Regions from separate parts of the Zea mays genome. Here all the other regions are linked to region 4. The links are chromatin contacts, called in public Hi-C maps. All regions are on one chromosome and are shown on one strand. Each heading gives the region's core, a stretch centred on a gene start, on an enhancer-like site or on the middle of the called end of the contact. The rest is flanking DNA. Distances are from core to core; before and after follow the strand shown. Region 1 holds the start of LOC100383723. Region 2 holds the start of LOC100274004. Region 3 holds the start of LOC100276558. Region 4 has its middle 67 kb from the start of LOC109939235.

What was found. Hi-C and Micro-C count contacts between places; a contact is called where the count stands out from the background.
Region 1: a contact with region 4 is called in a Hi-C map of tassel, with 5 times the contacts expected there. The contact joins the promoter of LOC100383723 here to the enhancer-like site in region 4. A contact is called at or near these places in 3 of 25 Hi-C or Micro-C datasets (ear, leaf and tassel).
Region 2: a contact with region 4 is called in a Hi-C map of tassel, with 2.8 times the contacts expected there. The contact joins the promoter of LOC100274004 here to the enhancer-like site in region 4. A contact is called at or near these places in 2 of 25 Hi-C or Micro-C datasets (ear and tassel).
Region 3: a Hi-C map of tassel shows a contact between it and region 4, with 3 times the contacts expected there. The contact joins the promoter of LOC100276558 here to the enhancer-like site in region 4. A contact is called at or near these places in 6 of 25 Hi-C or Micro-C datasets (bundle sheath, ear, endosperm and 2 more).

What each region holds. Positions count from the first base shown.
Region 1 is chr4:151,892,147-151,895,753 of Zm-B73-REFERENCE-NAM-5.0, forward strand. It overlaps LOC100383723, which reads left to right and starts at 1,290. Exons shown (of 16, transcript NM_001321632.1): 1 at 1,290-2,070; 2 at 3,134-3,607. The coding sequence starts at 1,792.
Region 2 is chr4:151,193,713-151,197,760 of Zm-B73-REFERENCE-NAM-5.0, forward strand. It overlaps LOC100274004, which reads left to right and starts at 2,169. Exons shown (of 6, transcript NM_001148389.1): 1 at 2,169-2,374.
Region 3 is chr4:151,257,678-151,261,792 of Zm-B73-REFERENCE-NAM-5.0, forward strand. LOC100276558 reads right to left here and starts at 2,826. Exons shown (of 6, transcript NM_001150318.2): 1 at 2,650-2,826; 2 at 2,364-2,523; 3 at 1,531-1,550; 4 at 1,046-1,389; 5 at 780-928. The coding sequence starts at 2,695. It also overlaps the pseudogene LOC118477077.
Region 4 is chr4:151,558,917-151,562,525 of Zm-B73-REFERENCE-NAM-5.0, forward strand. No RefSeq gene overlaps it. Among protein-coding and RNA genes, the nearest start is that of LOC109939235, 67 kb to the left of the region's middle. Within about 2 kb of position 1,660, at least 20 of the 20 cell types and tissues checked have an H3K27ac peak or open chromatin away from gene starts, as enhancers often do. A contact at or near this core is called in bundle sheath, ear, endosperm and 2 more, where this site is marked.

The DNA of each region.
Region 1 (3,607 bases), core at 40-2,539, 330 kb after region 4:
GGAGGCCTCTGTTTTTGGGGGCCGGTGCGGCCACACCCTCTGTACCCCTCAGGTACGACCCTGTTAATGCAAATGGTCTTAGAAAATCTTTTATTATGTGATTAAAACATCTATTTTTTGGATAACCACTTAGCAAGAATTATGGAGAAAAAACGATCGATCTCTCTCATTCTCTAGTAACATTGCTTTGTAAAAAAGCGGTCAAACACCCTCCCGCCCACCACACGTTCCTAGAACTAAACTATTTTGCCATGGAGGAGGCGTAAATGAAAAATTAGAAGAAAAAATCTACAACTGTCAAGTTTTTCATACCGCCATTGTATAATTAAACTATTTCGAATTTCAAAGAGTATTTCAGATATACTTAATTATTTATTTTACTGATATATAAAATTTAGGTTCTAATTTATCTTATTTACTAAGATATAAAAAATTAGACTGTTTGTACCTTTTAACACAAAACGAATTAAAATTTAAATTTAATATATTAATGGAGTAAATAATAAATTTATAAAATATTATTTTTACAACTTCAATAATTTAATTACATGATTATTATAAAAGTGATTATAGTACAATTTTTATTAATACAAAATAAAAAATGTAAAAACACACATAAATTTATAATACTAACTATGTCCTAAAATATTTGTCACTCAGTTAATTTATTTTAAAATGCGATAAATAAAAAAAGCACGGCGACAGCAGTTGCCAGGCGATAATACAAACGGAGCAAGCTATCCGGCTAGGACTAGGCGTTTGGTACTTCGGTTCGGTTTCTCGGTTCTTCAAAAACTAGAACCGAAATAAAAAGATAAAGAAACCAGAACCGACTAGTTCGATTCTCGGTTCTTCGGTTTGGTTCCTCGGTTCTAACCGAACTGTACAATCACTCTAAAATTCTGAATAACGACAACTTTTATGAGAAATTTCAGCAACATCTTCCCACAAACAACCACAAGTGCACAATGACCATAATTTCATAGATAATACATGGATGATTAGAGGTTCAACATAAGTCGATAAAACAACATCCGAAGTTACAAACACATGTAACAAATTGAATCTAATACTTTTGGTTTTTCGGTTCTTTGGAGTGCAGAACCGAAAATATCTCATTTATTTTGGTTCTCAAAAGACCAGAACCGAATTTCATAACAGTTCCTTCGGTTCGATTAGTTCAGTTTCGGTTCTCGGTTATTTCGGTTCGGTTCCTCAGTTCCGGTTCTTTTTGCCCATGCCTATATCCGGCTATCCCTATCCGCCCACGCCCTCTCCCGTGCCTGCCGCAACCCCCATGCCCCATCCCCCTCCACCTGCCAAAATAAATCCATGCGCTCTCCAGCTCGGTGCTGCAATCCCATCAAAAGCTAGGGTTTCACGCCTCTCCCGACTTCACAGTTCACATTCCTCTCCTCCCCTTCCCACCTCCCCAACTCGGCCGCCGTAGACGCGGTGGCGCACGAACTGCCCTAGATTTGAGCGAGCCACCCTGCGAATCTTCACCTGACGCACAAAGTCTGTCAGAGACAGTGAAGAATTCGAACACGATCTTAAACATCGTTGATTAAGACCACACACAAACACATCTACCTGGCTTCCCCCCTATCAGTTGTTTTTGTGTGTTTTTTTTTGCTGTTTCGGACGATTCATAAGAACCGACCTGCAAGGCTTGCAGATCTACCTTGAGAACCAGGGCCCTTGTTTTGGACGTCCAGAACGAACCCTTGACCCTGCGGATCTGCTTGATCCGTTTTGGATCTGCTTGTTTTTTTGCTGGATCTGGAGAGAATGTTCAAGTCGATGGTTTATTACGTGAACACCTCAATCGGAGAGGTGGAGGTGTGGCCCAAGGGCGAGGCGAGCGCGGGCCTGACCATGGCGGCGTGGGCGCGAGAAATCCGCGTTGAACGCATTTCCCCGCCCAGCGAGCGGTGCCCTCCGCTGGCCGTCATGCACACCGTGGCCGTCGGCGCCCGATGCCTCGTCATGGAGTCCAGGCCGCCCGTTGTCGCCGACGTTGTGCCGCCTCTCGTCGTCATGCACACCGCTTGCCTCAGGGAGAACAAGGTATATACAGATTATTCCTGACATAAAAAGAGGTTCACATCCATCGTAAAAAAAGAGAGAATAATCAAAACACATGAAAGGACATACGAGATTTTACATGTCAGAAATTTTACATGATGGACGCTTTGATGGAAGGAATTTTTTAATTCTTATTACATGGACAAGCTTACCAGGACATAATTAGTTCTTACATAGGATTTGAATAATTCTGTAATTCTGTTAATCTTGCTTGAACGGTCACTGGACAAGGATTTTTGGCAGGATGTCAACGGTGGCTAAGAATGCACTGATATCTTTGAACTCATTCCTAACTCCACAATCAACCAAACTACAGAATTTTTAACTTCACTGAGGCTAGTTTGAAGGGCTTCAGAAACAGAGATTTAAGTTTCACAATTTGGATGTCTGAATGACATGTATTGGTGCTTTGGAACTGGGACACACATCTAATAGCTTGTGAAAATATGACATTTATGTGGTACTTGTGGACTTTGAATCACTGGATGTAGTGTTAGTTGAGATAACGTTGTACATCACACTAATATGATTTGAATTTTGATTCCTAATTTCTGATAATGAGCTGAACATTAAAACGTATAATATGGAATGCCTAGGTCTGTCACATGAAGTTGCTACCACTCAAGTGCTTCTCTATTAGGTTTGACTAAATATACAAACATGTGCAAATGTTTTTTTTCATGGCAATCCTGTAAGTCAAAGTCCCTTTGCTTTGGTATCGACATTTCCATATTCAATATTAAACTTTATCTGATTTTAGAATTCAGGATATGATGAAGTGATAGCCAATTCAGATTTTGCATTTTTTTGACCAAAGTTTTTTCCTTCAACTGGTTCTCCATGCCTTGATGTCCCATATCTTCTTAAATATCACCGAGAATTTAAGATCTGTAGCTCTGGCATCAAGTGTTAGAGCTAGAGATTTCAACATCCATCTTCACCTTCCACTTACTCTTTCATTTCCCTCATATTCTATTTGGAAACTACATTTATGGTTCTACACTGTATATATCACATTGAATGCTTTAATTCCTTGTGCTTTCAGACTGCGGTTGTTCCACTTGGAGATGAAGAGTTGCATTTAGTTGCGATGACATCCAGAAGAAACTTGACAAATCATGCATGTTTCTGGGGCTATAAATTGCCATTTGGTTTGTATAATTCTTGCTTGACCATGTTAAATCTTCGGTGCCTGGGTATTGTATTTGACCTTGATGAGACATTGATTGTCGCCAATACATCACGGTCTTTTGAGGACAGAATTGACGCACTTCAAAGAAAGCTGAGTAATGAGACTGATCCACAACGTAGGAATGGTATGCTATCAGAGATCAAGAGGTACCAGGATGATAAGTCCATCCTAAAGCAATATATAGAAGGTGATCAGGTCTATGATGATGGAAAAGTGTATAAAGCACAACCTGAGATTGTTCCACCATTGTCTGATAACCAGCAACCAATGACACGTCCAGTTATAAGATTACAAGATAAAAACATTATCCTGACAAGAATAAATCCT
Region 2 (4,048 bases), core at 919-3,418, 360 kb before region 4:
TTCCTTATATTTATGTTCCCAGGCTCCCGGCACCGCAATGCAAGATTATCGTTTCCCTAGGCCAGACAACTGACGGAGTCGATCGATCGAGATTCCAGCGCAGAATATATATAGTCGATCGACGGCTCCAGGTACAAAATGCGTGGACATGATGATGGGCGACGATCTTTGTTTTCTTTCTCCACGACGACTGTTTCTTCCATGGACGAATAATTGAATATATGTATAGGAATTTTTAGTATGCGTTCAGTCATTTCTAACTATGTTATATGTTATCAATATCAGCAGCAACAAGGTTTTGAAACATGAATTTAGCAGCTTTTTTAGTTACTTTTAGCCATTTAGTGATCTAAACAGAAGAGCTAATGGTGGTGTGATAAAATTTAACATCTATTATCTCATAAGCTACTCAAGGGATGCTAAAAAGAGCTAAACGTGGGCCAGAGAACCCTATTTTCACCCCATACCCTTCAACCTCATTCTCTCTCCGCATTAGAGGCATACGTGTCTTTTTATTTTAATGTGCTAAACTTTATTAGAGTAGTCCAAACACCTTAAGAAACTAAACTTTAACACTTTACTTTATATGACTAAAGTTTAGTAGAAAGCTAAAGTTTATCCCGTGAGATTGAAACAGAACCTCATTAATGAGCTATGTTGAACAACGCATACGGAGAGCTAGCACTGCATGGCGTCTAATTTGTGAATGATAATAACAGAAAAGGGATGTGATATCTACGGTAGACAAAGAGGAATGCGTGCAACTGGCTCTCTTAGACTATCTTTAACAGTTCCCTCTATATTCCATCTTCTATATCCCACTTTTATGCCATGTTATCTATCTCTCTATATATCTTCATTATCTATAGCGGTTCTCTCTAAATTTTCCCATATATCCCATTACCTCGATAAAATCATCTTGTCAATTTTTCTCAACTAAAAAGTACGTGAAAGTACTGTCGTATGCCTATACCGAGACAAGCGTGCCGATTATAGCACCCCTGTATCTAGCGGTGTCCTGTGTCACCCTCTTGCAATGTAGCCTATTTAGCGTCATGTGATGAACGGACTGATGTTAAACTATAGCCAATACAGATAGAGTAGCGTGCGTCGTTGAAGAGAGTCTTACTAAGACTATCTCTCCAACAGCTTATTCATACTGTCTCTTATTTTAAACTCTACTTTATAAATACTACAGTCTACGAACAATACAGTTTACAGTACAAAACAATATTTTAGATAACCATGTGAGTGCTGGACACGGTCTGAAGGCTCAAATGTTCGTTTCAAGTTTATGTAATTGCTCTACCCAAATAAAACAACTCTATTTTAGAATTGTTTTTTAAACAGCTTCAACTTAATAAAAAAACAAACGTGTTTTTGGCTGGGTGCACAGTGCACACAAATGCTTCTTATTGGAGATTAGTTGAAGGTAGACTCCTCTAGAGACAGCGGGAGAACAACTAAGCGATTAGTTAAAAGTAGGATAGACGTGGGACAAGCAAGAACATAGGAAGGTGGAGTATACATGGGGCAAGAATATGCGAGGAAGAGAAAAAAATTCGTATTTATATAATTGTTGTCCGCTAAACTTTTTATCAAATATTTATATACCATCGCAACACTCATAAACATTGTACTAGTGGAAAAATGGTGAAAGGGTTTTACCTATATATTCACTCATGCTAGTTAGATGCTCGTAGATTGTATGATTCATATATATTATATAGATAGACTTTGTATTACTAAAACACAACATATATGTTTTATTGGTTAGATGAGTGTGAACGTGGACCCAACAATCAACGTTTAAATCCTTATTTTTATACAATTTTATCTTTAAATCCACATTCACATCCATCTAACCAATAAAACACATATATCTTTATATTTTTATATTATTTACTACTCTTTGTTTTTTATTTGTCGCGTCCTATTTTAAAAATAACTAATCGGTAATAAATATTTTGAGAATGAAGATAGCATTTCTTTTGCATAAAGCTATTTTATATTTTGCTAGTTTTTGTATAAAGTAGAAAGAGAAAGAGTGACCATGATAACCGTAGAACCATAGAAACAAATGATTTATTATATGGTACAGATAGTAGAGAGATGAGAAAGGCCATGAGCCCCATGACTGTGTCTGTGTGAATTGCCTTTGGATCGTCCTAGCAGCCTTGTCGTCGTTAGAGGATTTGGAACCCGTTCCATTCGCCGCCTTTCTTTTTCTTCGCCCGTCCACCCTACGAGCGCGCACGCTCTCCTGGCTATAGCAACCGCCGTCGCCGCCCCACGCTACGTGCTCGAGTCTAGCCTCGTCGGTTCCTTCGTCAGTTCTTCGTCGGATCCTTTGCTGGCGACCAACACCCACCAGGTATATGCACCCCTTTTCTTCCTTTTCTGCTGTGTGAAATGGAGCCCCCGAACCCTAACTTAATCTATTTGGGTTTTTGTATTCGGATCCGATCTATTTATAAGTTTATATATGTATTATTGCTATTAAATTCGATTTCCAAAAGTTATTGGGTGCCTTTACTCATTTACTGGGTCTGCCATTGGCTATACCTTTGATGTCACGCCCTATTATAGGTTGTAAGAGATGATTTTGTGGAGTCAGGGACTCAGGGTAACTGAAATTATGATAGATTTGTGTTTTTTGGCTCTCATGGTTCTTGATGATCATTGTTAGCTGACTTCCTTAATGCAGATATTAGAAAATTGGTTGTTTGATTAATAGCTTGTTTTGATGCATAGGGCTTGCTAACTTTTAGCCCTAACTCATTTGAACAGGAGCCAGTAGGCTAATAAGTGGGCTAATTTTTTAGCCATGTCTCCAAATAGTTGTTAGCCAACCCCTTGGTCTAATTTTTAATATCAGCTAATAACTAACCCTAACTGATGCAAATAGGCCCTACTTGTGGAATTTTGCACTCAAGGATTGAAATACCACATAGAAGAATACATGTTTTGCAATGCAGTTTGAGGAGTTATGCATCGATCATTGTTTATCAAATACTCAAATTACATGCTTAATCAATGCATTTTCACCCATTGGAAACCCTTGAATTGTTTACGAATCATCTAGGCTTTTTCATGATGATGTAAGTTGTAACCATTGTCATAGGGAACAGAGTCGAAGTCGCATCTTACTGACCATGGAATGTGGGGACAATCTATTTTGCTCCTTGTGAAAACCTTTCGCAAGTAGCTTACCACATTCCTTTATCCAGTTGACTTGGGACTGTGAACTTTGTGACTATGGTTGTGACATAATGGTGACTTCAGCAACAGAAAAAAATGCATGAACAGATATCCCAAATGACATAGATACGAGAGGTCTTCATGACCAATGCTGACAGGGCGACTTCAATTGCTAGGCTTAGAGAATTGTGATTTTGGACTGATATACCCAAAGATTTAGGCCTGAATAGGAGTGCATGGAAAACGGCTATTCATGTGCTTGAATCATGATTTGTGGGTTCTATTGTGTTTTTAACTCTAGCCTACCCCAACTTGCTTGGGATAAAAGGCTTTGTTGATGTTGATGATTTTGGACTGGTTTCTGCACAGAAATTTCGTTTTGGGTATTTTGCATAAGCCATATAGTTTTTGCTTTCACCTCTGCAAATTTTTTATTTATTTGTAGTCTCTCAAAAATATAAATACCACATATCAGCTTGCACAATGTTCTACAATATATCATTGCTAGAAACTATGCACCACAAATCTGTGTTAGATCCTGACATGTCTACTGCCTTGGAGTAAGTGTTTTGTTTTCACAATCTGACACTCGTGGTGTTTAACCTCCATATTTTAAATATTTTTCAGCTTGCTGTTTCCCCCTTCTTTTTGCTTGCTTCATCGAAGTCCTTTCCAGGTAACACATTATCAGCCTCCTAAACAATTCAGTTACAAACCTATCACTGTTAGCTGCCTATTGATATGACCAAGAAAATACAGCAGACTACACCAATGGGAATGTGGGATGCTTCTTCAAGGGACCTTAATGGACATTTGTGTATTTCATTCCCTTGATAGTATTACATGT
Region 3 (4,115 bases), core at 1,576-4,075, 300 kb before region 4:
ACACGACATACAAGATTACCATGAAGTCCAAAAATGACACTTTAAAAGCAACACGTTTGCACTTTTTCCAGCTATGCATCACATGGAACAAAAGAAAACAGCTTAGGTTCCATATAATATCTATGACACTGCATACAGGGAACGAAATATGTCCTTTATGAACTATGATGAACTGGGCAGGATGTGTTAAGTGTTAGTTATCTTAGAGAATAGAGCAGCTCGACAAAACAATATTGGCTGTGCATTCTAATACAAGGCTTTCCTAGTTCCTGGTCACCACCTGAATTCTGAGTAAAGCCAGCCAGAAACTAACCGGTTCAGTCTTTCTTGTAAAATCTACCAAGTCACAAGGTTCACTATGTTGCATAGAACTGTCCTCTCAAATATCAGAATTGAAGTGACTCCACAATGACTAGGAATAAATTGGTTGAACCAGTCATTGGCACAAATTGATGGAATTTAAGTTCTGTTTGGCAAAGCTATATTTCCAGGGAATCCAGGAACTACGTGTCAGTTGACCAGTTAGTTAATAGCAATTCTCTACCTAAGTCTAAGGGAAAATTCATCTTCCACAGCCTGAATTAACCAATTGTACACACTAAGTGGCAGAAGCAGTCCTCTTGCCAAGTCCAAGTAGTTGATCATAACAAAAGAACTAAACCATACAGGGCATAACAACTTTTAGCATACTATAAATCTTATCAATTAATTTCAACATGATGGTTCTAATGACACTGAAACAAAAGCATTTTGCACGTAAAAGCCCAATAGGGCAATACCTGGCATGTGTCTTTGCCTCATTCACCGTATCACTTCCACTTTGATCTGATGCGTTTGAATCATTTGCATTCAGATTTTTTTCGAAATTCTTCAAATCAAATTTGTTAGCTTCTATTTCTCTTTGCTGATTTCCAGGATCTGGTTTGTCCTGCACATGCACGATGATCTTAAGACATATGTCCATTTTTATTTTTATTTTTGCTAAGCACAAAAATAACCATCTCAAGAGAATATTTTGGCTTCATACAGTTAGGTCCTTCATTACCTCACTCTCTGTTTGGTCAGATAAAATTCCCTCATTCTCTGTTAGATCAGATAAAGCTGGGGCATCTGCAGTCTTACAGGTTTCTGAAGTGTCCATATCATGTCGAGCAGTCTTTCCACTGTCATCCTTAGGTCTTGAGTGCTCAGGAAAGTGAAACGTTCCTTGACACTGAGCCACCTTACCTTCATCTTTAGATAAGAAGTGCTCAAAAACTTCAGCTGTTCCTTGAGGTTGAGCCACTTCAGCATCATCCTTGGCCATGGAGTGCTCAGAAACTTCTAGTATTCCTTGACTTTCAACCACTCTAGCTTCATCCTTAGGCATGGGGTGTTCAGTGACTTCAACTGTTGTTTGAAGTGGAGCTGCCTTAGCATTACCCAGTGGTAATTTTGCATGATTATATTTCATTTCTTGAAGTAACTCACGCACTGCATAGTAACCACCTCCAATTTGCTGACAGATATTTTTTACAGTAGGAAACTTGCCTTCGTTTGAAGCCCTATAACTGCACTAAATAGAAACACAAGGTTTAAGAGTCACACGAATAACTAACTAACCAGGAAAAAACGCTAACCAGGAAAAAAAAACGTTTTTATAACTCCTAGACATAGTTACCAATCTTTATCAGAAACCTACAGATGTGAATGAGTTCTGCCACATTTCTAATTTCTAAATCTCAAATGTCAACCTTAATGCTGCTTCTGCTTAAAAAAAGCAGAAACCGAACCAAAAGGGTTCAGCTTTTCTGCAGCTACTTTGAAAAGACAACTTTTCTGTAGTACACATTTGAAAGTCGCTTGGACTCTGCTTTTACTGCTTATCCAAGTTCGCTATATTAATAAGCAGAGCAGATGTAGCAAATAGAAACTAAAATATGATTAAAAACAATTAAGTTATAATAAATAAGATAAAAAATATTTTTAATAAAAAGATGAAAAATGGAATTGTAAAATTGATTTATTTGTAAAACAATCATGAACACAAATGTGAAATAGGTTTTAATTAAATATATTGATTAAGAAATATAGTTAAACAAATTGCATATAAACAATATACATTTTGTTTACAGTGGAGAACTAACAACAGTTTGAACCAAACGAGTTTCAGCTTTATTTGCTCACAACAGTTTTTTCACAGCAGACAACTCACAGCTATGTTTTCATAGTTCACAGCCCAACCAAACGCACACTAAGTGTCTATTACTAAGCTCGAGAGCCAAACAGAAGTGCTAATAAGCCGAAAGCTACACAATTGCTACCTATGACCCAAAAAGATAAACTCTACAACCAGAAAATACAGTGAAAAAAAAGTAACCTACTTCTCAACAAATTCCACTATTCGAACCCTCCGCTCCTGCTTTGTAATCCTCTTCAGCCCCTTCGGTGGCGGCTCCTGCGCAGGCAGCGGCGCCGCATGCGCCTTCCCTCGGGAGGTCCGATAGCACGACCGTGGGGGCGCGATAGAGACACCCGCGATCACTGGAAAGAGGGAACATATTAGGCAAATAATATCACATCAATGTCTGCACCGCGGCCAAAACCCAGAGCTTGGATCGAACACGGGAGGCGCGGGGCGAAATAGGCTTGATTACTAGCTTTACTCACCTTTCCTGGAGGCCACGGAGTAGGAGAGGCGCGCGGATGCCTGCATCGCGGAGCGCAATGGCAAATTGCGGAGGGGAGGCGGGCGCCCTAGGGTTTCATGCCATGTCTGACTGGACGAGGCGAGCGAGGTTTTAGCTTGACTGAGAAGGCGAAGAAGGGAGACGGAACTGCCGGGCGGCGGCGGCTGGGTGTTGAGGCCGTGGCCCAACCAAGAATAAGGGCTCTGCATTCCCCCCAAAAACAAAGATTACCGAAGATGCACGGCCCATTGAGTTAAGCAGTCGACTTCGCCCGGGCCAGAGGTAGTCCTTTTCATACTAGAGCATCTCTAATTGAAAAACAACCGTCCAACCGAGCCCTATCAACTCACCCGATTTTGAGAAATTTGTGATTTTGCCACTCTCAATTTTGGTTGTCTGTTATTATGCTATCTCGTGTCTATAACTGGTAGGACCATCTATGTCTATAATTTATAGGTCCGATGACATACTGGCGAATACCGTAAATCATAGTAGCAAAATTGCCAATGTCTCCCCGATTTTCCCGCAAGCCAAAAATTTGTGCTCTAGTGCGAAAATTTGCCAACGTTTCTTCTCCCAATCCGTCGCCCGCTCGGCCACACGGAGCACCTCACCAGCTCCCTCCCTGGCCGGCGACCTGAGCGCCGCCCGCTCATAGGCGCATCCCGTTTGGGCTCTCCCGCGTCACCACCACAGGCGGGGCGACACGTCGTGTCAGCATCCCAAAGAAGTCGTGCGTCTGAGAAGCAGAAGCCAACGGCAGATGCTACTGATCTAGTGCTAGATCGCTGCAACAAAAGCCCAATGCTATATTCCTAGGAGAAGATTAGGTGGCATAATGGGTCGTGGGCTTTGTAATAGCTGATACTTAAACGTTGTGAACAGTGAACGGTGAGAATTATGCTGAGAAATATATCGACAACTATCTTCTCCCCGTATTCCATCCCCTTCTTTCTCCAAAACCATTCTTCTGCTGATTTCCCTCATTATCCAGATCCGGTGCTTGTGGGAGCCTAACAATTGGTATCGGAGACACCGATCTAGGGCTGGCGCACGCCTACTACACGCGCCGCGCGAAGGACTCCGGATCCATGGAGCTCAACCTGAAGATGGCGATCCAGGAATAGTCCAAGCTTCTCCGAGACATCTGTGACCGCCTATCTGCGTAGGACGCACGCTAGTCCACACTCGAGTCCACCGTCGCTCGGAACTCCACGTCCCTACAACATCTGGAGGCCAGTCTCGCCGTCACGAGCCCAGCGTCGATCCGCGCGGATCTCGACGCCCAAGTCGCCGCGACGACCGAGCGCATAGATGACATCGAGGTGGTGCCTCCAACGCGACTCGGGGCCCTAGCATCGGTTTCTGCAACCTTCGAGTCATGGCGGCCCTTCGTCGAGGCTTCGGTCGATGAGATCCACAACTATGTCGATCTACTCCGCGATG
Region 4 (3,609 bases), core at 410-2,909:
CGAACGAACAATAGGATATCTTTGATTTGGCCTCGCAAGTACGCATCCGGAGGAGGAGGCGTATTTGTAATTTGTTTTTTTGTTTTAGTCCGGAGGTGCTCTGGAGTCTGGTCTTTTGATTGGAGATCGAGGCGCTCTGTCTGATTCTGATCTGACGAAGCGATCCTCTTTTCTTTTTTAATGTGTTTTTGTTCAAGTCAACACTAGTGGTTGGCGGAAGGCCATGTGAGCGCGTCGCCATGGGGGCCGTTCTCGTGCGTGCAGTGCAGTGCAGGCTCGCAACGCAAGGTCATGCGTTGCGACAAGGTGGATCGGAGATGCATGGAGGTACCGTAGAAACACGGCGCGGAGCAGGGATATACACCTTGACAACCGGCGCATAGGCGCGAGTTGCGGGCCTCTTTCGGCTTCACCGCGGTGGCGGCCGCCGGCCGGCCAGCTTGCCGCGTTTCGCGCCGGCGCCGCCCTCCACCTCAGCCTGGCACGCTCACGTACCGCGCTGCGAGCGAGCGAGCCTCGTCGCTCGCTACGCCGGCTGCCTGCTCGCCGCACCGCCCTCTGTGTGCAGGCCGCGCACGCTCGCCTCGTCGCCCTCCTCGCCACCATCCGCACCTCCCTGCCGTACACGCTCGCTGTGATGTGAGCTCGCTGCATCGCTGGTCGTGCCGGCAGGGAGATCCCGCGCCGCCCTCCGCCGCGTTTGCGCTAGAGAAAAATACTTATTATTGTAATCTGAACCCTGTAACTCGTTCCCCTTCTTCCTACTCAAGGCAACTCCCTGAGTGCCAGTTCCCTAGCATCAGTGGTGTGCTAACACTCCGCCGCGTTTGCGCCCGCTCCCCGACCGGTCGCGAGCTCACCACGCCCGCTCGGCGCTCGTCGCTACGCCCTATGCCCTGGTCGTGCACACACTCCCGGCGTTCGCCGAGAGCTCGCCGGCGCCGCGCAGCCCTCTGTGCAAGCTCGCCACGTCGCTCTCCTCTCCGGCCGCTAGCAGAGCCGGAAAGAACGTTAGACGATAGTAGTATGGCACTGTTTGTTTTAGATTATAATCTCTCCAGATTATGGGCCTGTTTGGTTTGTGGCTAAATGTGCCACACTTTATCTAAAGTTAGTCGTTCGAATTGAATAACTAACCTTAGGCAGAAAAGTTAGGCAAAATGTGGCAACTGAGGTAGTGAACCAAACATGCCTTATATAATACAGTACAAATAATCAATAGTTAAACGAACATATAGATTATGGATTTAGATTATATAATCTAAACTCCAGATTATGATAATCTCATAATCTTCTCAAGACTAGTTTATTTGAGATTATTTTGACAAAAGATCCACTATTCATGGTAATGGAAATAGAAATTACAATATATGCTATCATTCTTTTCTTACCTCAAATAAACAATAATAATATTGTTGTCTTTGTGAATAATCTACATTTGTATAATCTAAACTATCAAATAACTACATATAGAGATTATAATATATCTAAATTATATAATTTAGATTATAATCCAGATTATATAATCTATAAGCTGAAACAAACCGACCCTATGTGTCATGCTTTTCTCCGTTCGCCGGAAGTACAGCACCGGGACGCGTCACGTGTGTGCGCGCTGAACAGCTGATGCCTAGTTCTTCAGGATTTAGGGCAGGAGGCATCAACAGGCAGTGAGCAACTGGAAGGAGCCATTCAGTTCAGGCTTGAGTGCGTATGGGGCTCTGGGCCATGCGAATTCTTAGCGGGCTTCACTTGCAGATGGCATAAATCCCGACGGCCCAGGGAAAGCTTCCCACGGCCCGCTTGACTGCAAGGCCTTGTCCAACAATGGTGACCGACGGTGTCCAACAAGCGAGAAGGATTATGGGCGTGTAAGTGCAAGCAGGGATGGCAATGAATGTCATTTATCCGCGTACCCGTGGATAAAAAACCCGTTGGGCATGATTTTGGGTACAAGTCTGTATCCATGAATATGGATACGGGTAGCACTTGATATCCGTGGATATTTTTAAAACGAATACAAAAAATCAATATCCATACTCAATTACCCGAATATCCGTCAAAATTACACCAGTCCCGCAGGCCCACGGGCCATAGCCCACAAGGCCACAAGCGTTCTCCAATCTCCAGGCTTCCAGCAATCCAGCGAAGCCCTCGCTCCGCCAGTCCATTCTCCGGTCTCATTCTCTTCTCCTCTGTCCTCTCCCACTCGCCCACTCCTACCGCCGTCGCCCACTCCTACCGCCGCCGCACACTCCATCTCACCTCTCCCAGACTCCCGCAGCCACTGCCCCCTATCGGTCCGGGTCCCTGGCTCCTGCGCGGCTCCCGGGCACAGAGCGCAGATCTCCAGCTCGTCCTCAGTCCCTGCATCGTTGACTCCCTGCGCAGCTCATCCTCAGTCCCTGGCTCCCTGCATCGCTGACTCCCCGCGCGCCTGCGCTCTGTGCCCAGTTGCAGCGCTCCTGCGGCCTGCTCCCCTCAGTCCCTGCGCGTGCTACCTTCCCTCGGTCCCCGGCTCCTGCGCGGCTGTCCTGGTGTAAAGTACAGGTTATTCTAGATGCAACGACTTGTTGATTGTTTTTCTCACCCAAATGCAATTACAGATTATTTCAGATTCAACGACTTGTTGATTGTTACTTTTATTAATTCAATGCGTTACCGCTGCCATGGAAACCCCTAGTGGTGGCACTCAACAAGATCATATTTAAATTTGCTGGACAAATATGATATCATATTTGAATTTGCTGGATTTAAATATTTTGTATGTCTAGTGGGCAAACAGATATATCCGCGGATATACGTTACTCGCGGGTAACGGATGTGGATACTGTTTGTTATCTATGGCGGGTAACGGGTAGGGTTCGAATATTAGATATAAGTCGTGGATATGGATGTCCAGAGACAATATGCGCGGATATTTTACCCGTTGCCATCCCTAAGTGCAAGATCATCAACCAAGCCCCACAACAACAGGACGGTAGCGCTGGTTGCTGCTCGCGGCTCGCCCCACAACTAGTTTGTGGGTTTTCACCGACACGCAACACACCGGACAACGGCCTTACGGTATTTCGATTTTTATAGAGGTACCTCAGCATATACAGATAAGATATCGCCTCCATCACCACTTGCATCGCAGACCCACATGAAAAAGATTGATCAAACCTCACGTGTACGTACGTGTTTATTTTGGACAACCGATTGAATGACATGCACACAATGCAACCAAATACCGCAGTGTTGTACTATATGTATTACTATATCCGTGTGATTGGTTGCTGTACAGCGGTAGGCCGGTAGCCTGGCTCGTATTTGAGCAGTTTGGCTCTTTGTGCATAGGTTTTTGTTTGGTTGTTTGTATTGGTATATTCAGATCAAATACAACTAGTGTTTGGTTGTTTGTGTCAGACGTGTACTAGAGAAGACCATATAAATAAATGTTCAAAGATTATACACCATGTATGGTCTAATTTTATTCGTAAAAATATCAGAAACATAAATATGAAATCGGTTCGATGATTAAATCTTTTAATTAAAAGGTATAAGAAAAACATACTAAAAAAGCATCTCGAAATTCGTGCATCTCCATTTGGGCAACTAATCAACTAT